Regions from separate parts of the Cyprinus carpio genome. Here region 2 is linked to region 1. Evidence: chromatin contacts called from public Hi-C data. All regions are on one chromosome and are shown on one strand. Each heading gives the region's core, a stretch centred on a gene start, on an enhancer-like site or on the middle of the called end of the contact. The rest is flanking DNA. Distances are from core to core; before and after follow the strand shown. Region 1 overlaps LOC109061338 (anaphase-promoting complex subunit 1-like). Region 2 has its middle 65 kb from the start of LOC122139480.

The links. Hi-C and Micro-C count contacts between places; a contact is called where the count stands out from the background.
Region 2: a contact with region 1 is called in a Hi-C map of red blood cells, with 6 times the contacts expected there. The contact joins two enhancer-like sites. A contact is called at or near these places in 4 of 8 Hi-C or Micro-C datasets (liver, red blood cells and skeletal muscle).

The regions. Positions count from the first base shown.
Region 1 is chrB13:27,782,468-27,787,777 of ASM1834038v1, forward strand. LOC109061338 (anaphase-promoting complex subunit 1-like) reads left to right here. Exons shown (of 49, transcript XM_042737545.1): 23 at 448-484; 24 at 612-685; 25 at 1,719-1,897; 26 at 2,769-2,995; 27 at 3,901-4,019. Among protein-coding and RNA genes, the nearest start is that of LOC109061338, 31 kb to the left of the region's middle. Within about 2 kb of position 1,809, at least 2 of the 8 cell types and tissues checked have an H3K27ac peak or open chromatin away from gene starts, as enhancers often do.
Region 2 is chrB13:27,820,743-27,825,495 of ASM1834038v1, forward strand. No RefSeq gene overlaps it. Among protein-coding and RNA genes, the nearest start is that of LOC122139480, 65 kb to the right of the region's middle. Within about 2 kb of position 1,874, at least 7 of the 8 cell types and tissues checked have an H3K27ac peak or open chromatin away from gene starts, as enhancers often do.

The DNA.
Region 1 (5,310 bases), core at 559-3,058:
TAAAATATTGCAGTTTAAAATAACCATTTTCTATTTTAATATGTTGTAAAATGTAATTTTTTTCTATTTTAATATGTTGTAAAATGTAATTCATTACTCCAGTCTTCAGTGTCACATGATCCTTCAGAAATCATTCTAATATACTGATTTAATGATCAAGAAACAGTCGTGCTGCTTTATATTTTTGTTCATAAGAACAGCATTTATTTGAAATGGAAATCTTTTGTACTATTATGAACGTCTTTGTCACTTTTGATCAATTTAATGCATCCTTGCTGAATAAAAGTATTAATTTCTTTAAAAAATAAAATTTTACTGGCCCTAATCTATTCAATGGTAGTGTATATTTTATTTTTTCATACTCAAGCAAAAAACAGGGAAAAATGAATAGGTGAGTGTATCCTTATTGTTTTTAACTTTTTTTTTTTTTTGGTCTGTTTTTCACAGGGCAAAAGAAAAACACGAGTGATCCTTTTCTGAGAAGGTACCTATGGTTTATGTTTATTGTCATGTGGCCTTATGTTTGTTTTTCTAGATAAGTCTCGGCTCATAAATTCTAGTCAGCTGATTTAGTTTCTCCAGTGTGTTTGATTGTGGGGTGTGTTTCTCAGGCAGAGCAGCGTGAAGCCCGCAGCTTCGTCTGGATGCCTGGCTGAGAAGCTGGTGCTGTGGTTGACCTCTGCAGGTCAGAGTGACACAATCAACACAAGTACACACATGCAAATATGAGTGCTTGGCCAATAGGGGTGTACCCTATTTTTAAACTATTAATCTTAACGTAAACAGTTGAGAAAGAAAACGCATGTGTATTAGTACTATATACTGTTTATTTAATTTGTGTCTTTGTTATATTGTATTTATTTTCTGCTATTGCTTGTAATTTGGTTATCTGTTGAAAAGGCACTGAGCCCATAGTAGCAGCCAAAATAAAGTCTCAAATAAAGTTTTATTTTTGTATTTTTTTTAATTAATTTTTCTACATTAATGTATTTTTTCCTACAACTAGAGTACCTCGTTTGAGTTGTTTCCTAATTATTTTACACATTGCATATTTTAGCACAGAAGCCTGAAAGACTGTCTTGACTGATGTCATATCTTAAGATTTCTGATCTGCCTTTTTTTTCAATTATTTATTTTTCTTTATTATTAAAAAAAAAAAAAAAAAAAAACTGTAGGCCTATTTTTTTTTGTTGCAAGTTCCAATTGTGGAACAGGATGTGAAAATGTAAGATAAATGTTCATGTTATATATTTTGGTTGCATTTGTGAGTTAATAAAAATGTAGATGGTAGTTTAAAAAAGATGTATAATATAATAGTATCGCTATATCAATTGATATTCTCCCGTATTGAATTGTATCGAAATCGTATCACAAATGAGGATTGATATCGTATCGTGACGAACCATCCGATTTACACTCGTATTGGCCAGCACATTCCCATATTTAAGATGCATTGTTGTTTCTCTGATGGTAACATTTTCCTTCAGATGTCTTTCGTTCTTTCGGATAAGCTAGATATAAGCATGTAAACCGTTCTACTTGAATTTTACTTTGCATGATTATGTTGCTATGCCGTGACAGTAGTTTAGATCAGATCCTGCAGCCTCTGTTGGTTTACTTTAGTTTACATTAGATTAGATATGTAAGATCTTATATCCTGTCATGGGATATGTGACTACACACTATCTTACATGCTTGTTTTTTTTTTAACACTGCAGGATTTACACTGAAGGATCTGGAGTCTGTTCCTTTTGGTGTGGCTCTGCCAATCAGAGACGCCATCTACCAGTGCAGAGAGCAACCCTGCTCTGATTGGTCTGAGGAGGTCTGCGCTCTGATTGGACGACAGGACCTGACCAGACAAGCTCACAAAGTGACCCTGGCCAATCGTAAATCGGTGAGAAAGTGAATCAGATGTAAAGAAACTAGATCTTGCTTTGCCATTTGAATTTTGTTATTATTGGTTTATTATTATGAAAAGTGTTAATATATTAGTATTAATGAGTATTAGCTTATTTTTATATTTTGAGTTTTCATTCTAATTTTAGATTAATTTGTGCTTTTGTAATTTTCATTAGTTTAAGTGCTTTTTAAAAACATTTTCATGTAGCTTTATTTTTCAGTTTTTGTAATAAAGTACTCAAGCATCAAAGTTTTAGGTTACCTCAGCTTCAAATGATTTAAGGTCTTTCAGTTATGGAAAAATATTTTTAATAAAGCTCAACATAGTTTTAGTTAACAATAGCAGCACTGCTTTTACTAGATAAATTGTAAATTAATCATAGTAAGACAATGGTAAAAGAATAAGTCATATAAGACAAAAACATTTTCAAAAGGTTGCCTATTTTAACTGTTGCTTTAATTTTGATCATGCTTTAATTAAAAAGTTTACTTATATTTCTGATATGTTTACACTTGCGTGTTCATTATCATACAAAGTGTCAAATAGAAACCTAGGGCACTTAGCAGGGCTAAAAAAAACAAATGTATAAAGCTATTTTTGTCTTTCTGAAAACAATGTTGAATTATTCTCTCCTGGATGGCTTTGTTGAAAATAACTCCCATCCCCAGTTAAAACAACTACTGTCTGAATAGAGCTGAAGACTTGAATATGGTATTTAAGACCAGTATTTTCTAGTGTAATTACTGTAATTCTGAAGTGATGAAGTGAATGCTGCATTATAAGGTAATTATAAAAGAACTGAATTGTCTACACTCAAGGACAATGTATTTTCATTGTTCATCTCGTGTGTTTGTGTTTTCTTTAGACTGTGGGTCTGAATGTTATGCTTGAGCCACCAGTCACCAGCGAAGCCGACGAGGAGGAGGATGGTATGACAGACCTGCACCCAGAGGTGACAGGCCTGATCTGGAGTCAGGATCTGAGGGTGCAGGAGGTCCGCCGTCTGCTCCAGAGCTCCAGACCCATCCGGGTCAATGTGCCCCACCTGCCTGAAGTCAGTGACCATGAGTACATAGAGGAGAAAGAGAACAAGTGAGCATACTCAGTTTTAAAACAAAATGTTCTTTATTGGCATCTATGGTTCCATGTAGAACCTTTAACATCCAAGGAACCTAAGCACAAAAAATAATTTTAAATGTAAAGGTTCCAAAAGTGTTTTAGATGATAAATACCTGATGGGTGTGCTTTTAGCAGCCAGTAAGAAAGCAATCACACATAAATGGTTAAAACAAGAGAGAACAACTTTAGATTATTGGATAGATGTGACCATAGAGATTTATACAATGGAAAATATCACTTTTTTTTGGTTAATTTATAGAAGGATGCGTTTCTAGGAAAGTGGAGGAAATATATAGATAGATATATGTGATATAATATATGTTTGTGTGTGTATATGTGCATGTTTGCGAATATGCATGTACTCCATTTACTATATATATATATATATATATATATATATATATATATATATATATATTATATATATATATATATATATATATATACATAATAAAGGTCATTTGAGGTTATTCTGGTTGGAATTGAATAAGGACACATGTTCTCACACTGGATTCCATGGATTACCTGGAAAGATTGAATCAATGCCAATAAAAAAAACTTGATTTTTTAAGAGTGTATTGTGGAAAAAGGTTCTTTAGATTAGAAAAAAAAACCTGCTTTTTTTTTTTTTAAAGACCTGTAAATGATTCTTCTGTGGCTTTGCTGCCAATAACTGCCCTTCATTTATAAAAGTGTTGCTGCAAAAACCTGCCTTTTTAAACTTACTATTTTTAAGAGTGTAGGTTTCCGAAAGTATATTTAAAAAAACCAAGCGAAGAAAGTAAACACAAAAATGCTGAAATGCACCCTGGAAGTGTTCTTCTCTAAATCTGTGCCATTCTCTAAATTCATCATTGCTCTTCTTATTTTTGTTGCAGGCTGCTGCAGTTGTGCCAGCGCACCATGGCTCTTCCGGTGGGACGGGGACTCTTCACTCTTTTCTCATACCATCCTGTGCCAACTGAACCCCTCCCTGTGCCCAAACTCAACCTGACTGGTACTCTCATAAACCACCGCCCATGCTTTTGAAGTATCCTAATGAATAGTTTTACAGGGCTAGCAATGCAGTTTTTAAGAGCCCTGTTGAATTTTGTTTGGCAGTAACTGTGCCCAGACGTTGCAAACCTCCCACCATTCCCACCACAGCATCATATCTTTCACCATCTTCAACAATTTCACGTCAGTTGAAAAGAAAACGTTTGCCCAGGACCCTTAGTGGTCTTTGCTATTTTTTAAGGCAAGGATCACCATTGCTCATATGTTTGAACATCAAAAATATCATGCTGACTTTTGGATGGCCTTTTTCAAAGGCCTTGGGATACCAAGTAATGATCCAGAACACCCTAGCAACTGCGTAGCAACACTCCAGCGACCACACTAAAAAAAAAATATTCAAAAATGTAAGAATTGCGTATAAAATTTCCATTTTAACTAGTGCAGAGCAACGATTAATCGTGATTAATCGCATCCAAAATAAAAGTTTTTGTTTATTTAATATATGTGTGTACTGTATATATTTATGTATATATAAAGATGCACAAATACAGTATACTGTATATTTAGAAAATATTTATATGTATTTACATGTATATATTTACATTCATATAATTTATATTATATATAAATATATTTAATATATAAAAATAAAATTTGTCTTAAATATAATATATACGTGCATGTGTGTGTATTTATATATACATAATAAATATACACAGTACACACACACACACACATATATTATATACACAAACACTTTTAATTTGGATGCAATTAATCATGATTAATCATTGCCCAGCACTAATTTTAGTATAAAAAATATTAAACTTTATTAATATTTTAAAGCGAATCATATTTGTCAGTCATACATGAATGAACCTGGTAAGAAACAGGCGAGATTTCTGCATCTATCTAGTGCATATTTACTATCTGTATCTGATTTTTAATATGGTATTTCTTAAAAAGAATGTTTTCAAAATGCATTTATCCAAATGTCTAAGAATCATAATAAATCTGATTATTATGAAAACAGATCAGTGCATTTGGTAAAACAGCATGAACATTGTGAAAATATGGCTAGCTGTGGAACAAGCTATATTCAGTTATATAAAGTTTGAAACTGAAACAAATGGGATTTGTTGATGATGAATATATAGATGATTAATATATAAACATGGTTATTGTGTTTTTAAAACAAATCCAGTTTTTTAGTACTATTGCAGAAATCTGACCTGTTTCATTAATGTACTGTATGACTGACAAATTTTCATCACATTAATATATTTAGTTAA
Region 2 (4,753 bases), core at 624-3,123, 38 kb after region 1:
TTTTTGGCAAGCCCTCACTGACACAGTGAAGCACACTGTCTGTGTTTAAACGTGATCGGATATCCCCCTGGTCTGGAGCCCCAAGTCTATATTTGGCATGATTAGTCATGTCAGAATGAAGGAGAGCTTTAGGACTTCCCTTTGTTCTGCTGTGACGTCACAATACATTCAAATGTACAATGTGGGAAAGTCTTCTTTTATGTACTGAGAGCATATGCATGTAGTTTTATGTTACAGATGACGTCAAATCGGATGGTTTTAATTCCTCATTGAGACTTTGAATTCGACAAGCATTTAAAACATGCAGGAACAGGTTTTCAGACAGCATCGTGTTTTGAATTCCCATACACGCCCAAATTTTTCCCACGCTTTACAATGCCGCAGTGAAAAAACTGGGTCTGGTTCAGTTGTTGGAACTTGGATTTGGACTTTTTTTTCTTAGATTTTAGGTTAAAACTTAAGGTAAAGTGAATGTTTTTAGATGCCGCACCTGGTAACTATTTGGTTTTTGTGTATTTTTAATCACTTATTTGCAGTTTATCATGAAATGAAGACAAGGCATAAAAATTCATATAAAACAATCATCTTATAATAGTTTTAGATGGAATATATTATCATGTCATGTCAACCACCCACCTGTAGTTGACTTAACCGATGCAGTGTGTGCATTTCCTTTCATTTTGAAAAGTCTAAAAGTTTTATTCCAGTTCACCAAACCTCACCCATATGATTTATTTTTTATTTTTATTATTATTATTTCTGGCACACATCACAATGAGCTCATTGTGCCCAGTGCATCATGGAGTTTTTAAACAGATTGTTTTACCCAGGAAACTGAAGTCACCGTTGTCAAGGCGTTAACTGGGACTCTATTCATTCACAACCTACAGAGAGAGTTTGAATCGTTGCGGCAAACTGTGTTTGGTGAAGTGGGCGTCACCAAGAGCGCTTAAGAGAAAGTCTGTGTGTGGACCTGTGACTCTACATGAATGACTCAAGTGAAGAAACACGAGTGAAACCACTATTTCAAAGGAAAAAGAAGAGGAAGAGGGGACATCTTGAACATTCGCAGTGGAACTTGAGTGCGCATCTGCGCAAAGTCTCTCCAAAGTCACTTGGTAACTTGCGCGCACCACTGCAGCTCCATTCTCAAGCAGTTTTGGGGGTAAGTGCACATTAAACTCACTAATGCACTGACTTAAGTACTGAGTATTCACAGGGGGTAAAAAAAATCTCATCATAAGTATGTTTTTGTTCTTATTTTGCATTTTAGATGAATCTTTCTACTTTTACGGTTAGATGCACTGCTCTACTCTAGTATAAAAATGAGTCAGAATTTGAGCGTGCACTAGTGCGTTCCTCCCATCACCAAGGCTTGTAGATCCTCTAAAGCACTGTCAGATCAACACGCTCCGTATTATAATTTTTTTTTTAAATCGATGCATACTTAGTATGCATTATATATTGTGTCATTTACAAAGAAATGTTGCAGGCTTTCTTACATAAGATGCACCGAGTTATTCGGGTCATTTTATTCTCAATTGGGCGCTCGATGAAGATAAGAGGAAGCCTGCGGTGCAAGCATGAGATAGTGTTTCTGACTTCCTGTTCCTCTTTAGAAAAGACACTTAATTGGAATAGCTATGCATGGCTCCATATGGCAAGCGTGCATACATGCTGTTTTCGCGTGGAAATTACGAGACTAGAATAATGCAAACGTCTCAGAATTTCACCTGTCACTGATTCCCTGTATAATAACTATTTCTAATTCTGCTGCGAGGCGTTTGACCCGTTACGCGAGGCCCGGTCTGTGGTTAGTTACTGTGTCGAGTCACGTACTTTGTAGCTCCTACGTCACAGCGAGGGGGCGTGGCCCGCGGCTGTCAAAGCGACGTCGTCTAAGCGTTTGTATCTGGGTAGAAAAGCGCGCGCGTGTTGGCTGTGTGTCAACCCGTGCGCGCTGGCTTCCTAGATAACTAGCTAGGGTGCACACAGCCGGTTTCTGGTATAAGTTTGCAGCTGACTTTTAAAAGACGCATGTCTTTTGTTGCCTTCATGAATATACGTGTTTCTTTTTCAGGTTTTATAATAAACACGCCAAAAACGAAGTAACCTGTTTTAACTCAAATGAAGCCGAATTGGAAATACAAATCAGTATTTTTGGTATGCATTCCTTCTATTTATTCACACGGCGTCGATGACGCTAAACAAACGCGACGCAACGTTCAAACTGACGCGTAACGCATTCGGAACGCGCCCCGAAACATTTGACAGCAAGCTTGAAATCAACTTTTGACCCTTTTAGTGTGAGAAAGCGCTACTCCCTCACTTTTAAAGGCGTTTTCCCCTCTTATTCGTGTCATGTTTAACCGTCTTATGGAACTTCCTCTCTTTGCCCAATTCATGTGGTTCAGTAGCCCTATATACACCAATCTGTGAACACAGAGGTGATTTCCAGTGTCCTCACAACATCTTAAACCAGCCTTAGCTGGTTTAAAACGGTCTCCCAGCTAAAATCACACAAAAATAGCCTACTAATGGTATATTATTCTAGTTTTTAGACCACTGTACTGTTGTTTTTTTGGGGTACCATATACTGTACCATCTTATAGTTTCACTGTGACATGGCACTGCATGCAGGTGTTTTAAATGACAAATTACAGTCCGGTTTTACTTGTGTTCATGGTAATTTACATATCTGAAGTGAAAGAAGGACTCGATATTGAACCGAAAGTAAGCACTCTAAGAAGTCGTCATGTATTTTTAAGGTCACATTTGTACCCTGTCATTTTACACGGCCTCCACGTCTACTTTTAGTTAGGCAACTTTGGTTTCCAGTAAAAGCTGTCACCGGTGGCCGTGGAGAGGCGGAAGTGGGAGAAACGAAACTGGCATTCATAAAAAAGTCTGGCTGTTGTCTATTGTTCTGTTTCAGATGGGTCTGAAATGACTGTACGTGATCAGACAGCGCTCCACAGTAAATGTGGAGCTTCAGGGGATCTAGATCACACCTCATATTTCAGAGCTCGGTGCGATTCATTTTTGGCTCTGAGGTTGAGTATGCGAGAGGGAAACCTCTGAATCACCGGGCCTGATTTTTGTCTGATCTGTCAGATTAGAAGAAGGGACCAAAAAAGGTGTGAGGAATGCATATATCTGTAAAATTATGCACAGCTGATAAATATTAAGATCATTGGAGGACTAGACATGTGGCCCTTGTGCAGTTGCTGTGAGCCTCATTTTGAGGGCCTCATTCTTCTCCTAGGTTTCTCTGCCATCTAGTGGACATTTCTCTCAACTAACTTGAACTCCAGCTGAGGTTAAAGTAATTACATTTTATGTTGTTTACTGCCAAAGCAGTGTGATTATTTCCAATATTTATTAAAACAACAAAAACATTCCAACTATCATGTTTATAAAAACCCAAGCATTTTGTTCTACTACTGTATCTAATCTTATTTTGTGGCATAGAAGTATAGACATTGTGTTCAGTTTGAATAAAGTCATTTAAACTCTATAATTATGGACAGTGTTATATAAATATAATCAAATACATTTTTCATATTTGACTTTGATTTTAGCTTGTGAAGAAACTATGTAATTACAATAAAAAGCAACTATTTAAATAAAACATGTAATTTGAATACTTATTTCAACAAAGTAAATGTATACATAAAAATAGTATGTATATATTTTATAATAATGGTGAATGACGTAATCAGAAGGGACACGTGACACATTTTGTCCACTAGGTGGCAGTATTTACAACATTTCTGACATATGGCCCGTGGTAATGTAAACTTCCATACAGTTAATAATCACTACAGAAAGTACTGTCAATCATAAACTATTATAGATGTTTCTGCACGTCCTGCAGCGTCTTGAATATGGTTGCTACTTAGTTATAGCACCATTTTTTAACATTTATAGTAGCATGGTACTGATAGAATTAGATTTGAGTAGCTACTATGTAAACAACATAAACAACATTATTTGTAAATTTATATGGTATATGGCAATCAATACAGTATTATGGTATATATTAGTGTAATATAAAAAAGTACTGTGGTAGTTAATAGGTACAGTGACAGTATCAGATGGTCATACTATGGGAGTACCTTTTTTATTAAATTGTGTTATTTTATATTTTGTTTTGTGGATAATTTATTGTTTAATGAGAATGTAGAATAATTGTTTTGTAAATATATATTTGTTTAATAATTTTATGTTATTTTATTTTATTTTATTTCTATGATAGTACCTTTTATATTATACATATTGTATTATTTTATTAGATAAATATGTAATTAAATAATAATAATAAATGTATATATAATTTTACAAATATATATATATATATATTTTATATATATATATTATATATATATATATATATATATATATAGTAAAAATGCTATTATAAAGTAGTACTGTTCTCTCTCTCTGTGTATCTATCTATCTATCTATCTATCTATCTATACTATTATATATATATATATATATATATATATATATATAATTATTTTTTTAATTATAATTGATAATTTTACAAAAATAAATTTTTTTAACATACTATGATAAGATACTATGATAGTACCTTTTTGTATTATAATAAAATATAATATAATATAATATAATATAATATAATATAATATAATATATAATATAATATAATATAATATGATGTATGTTAAAAAACATTGTAGTATTCTACAAGTATTACAAGTATTCTACAAGTGTGGTATTCTTTGAT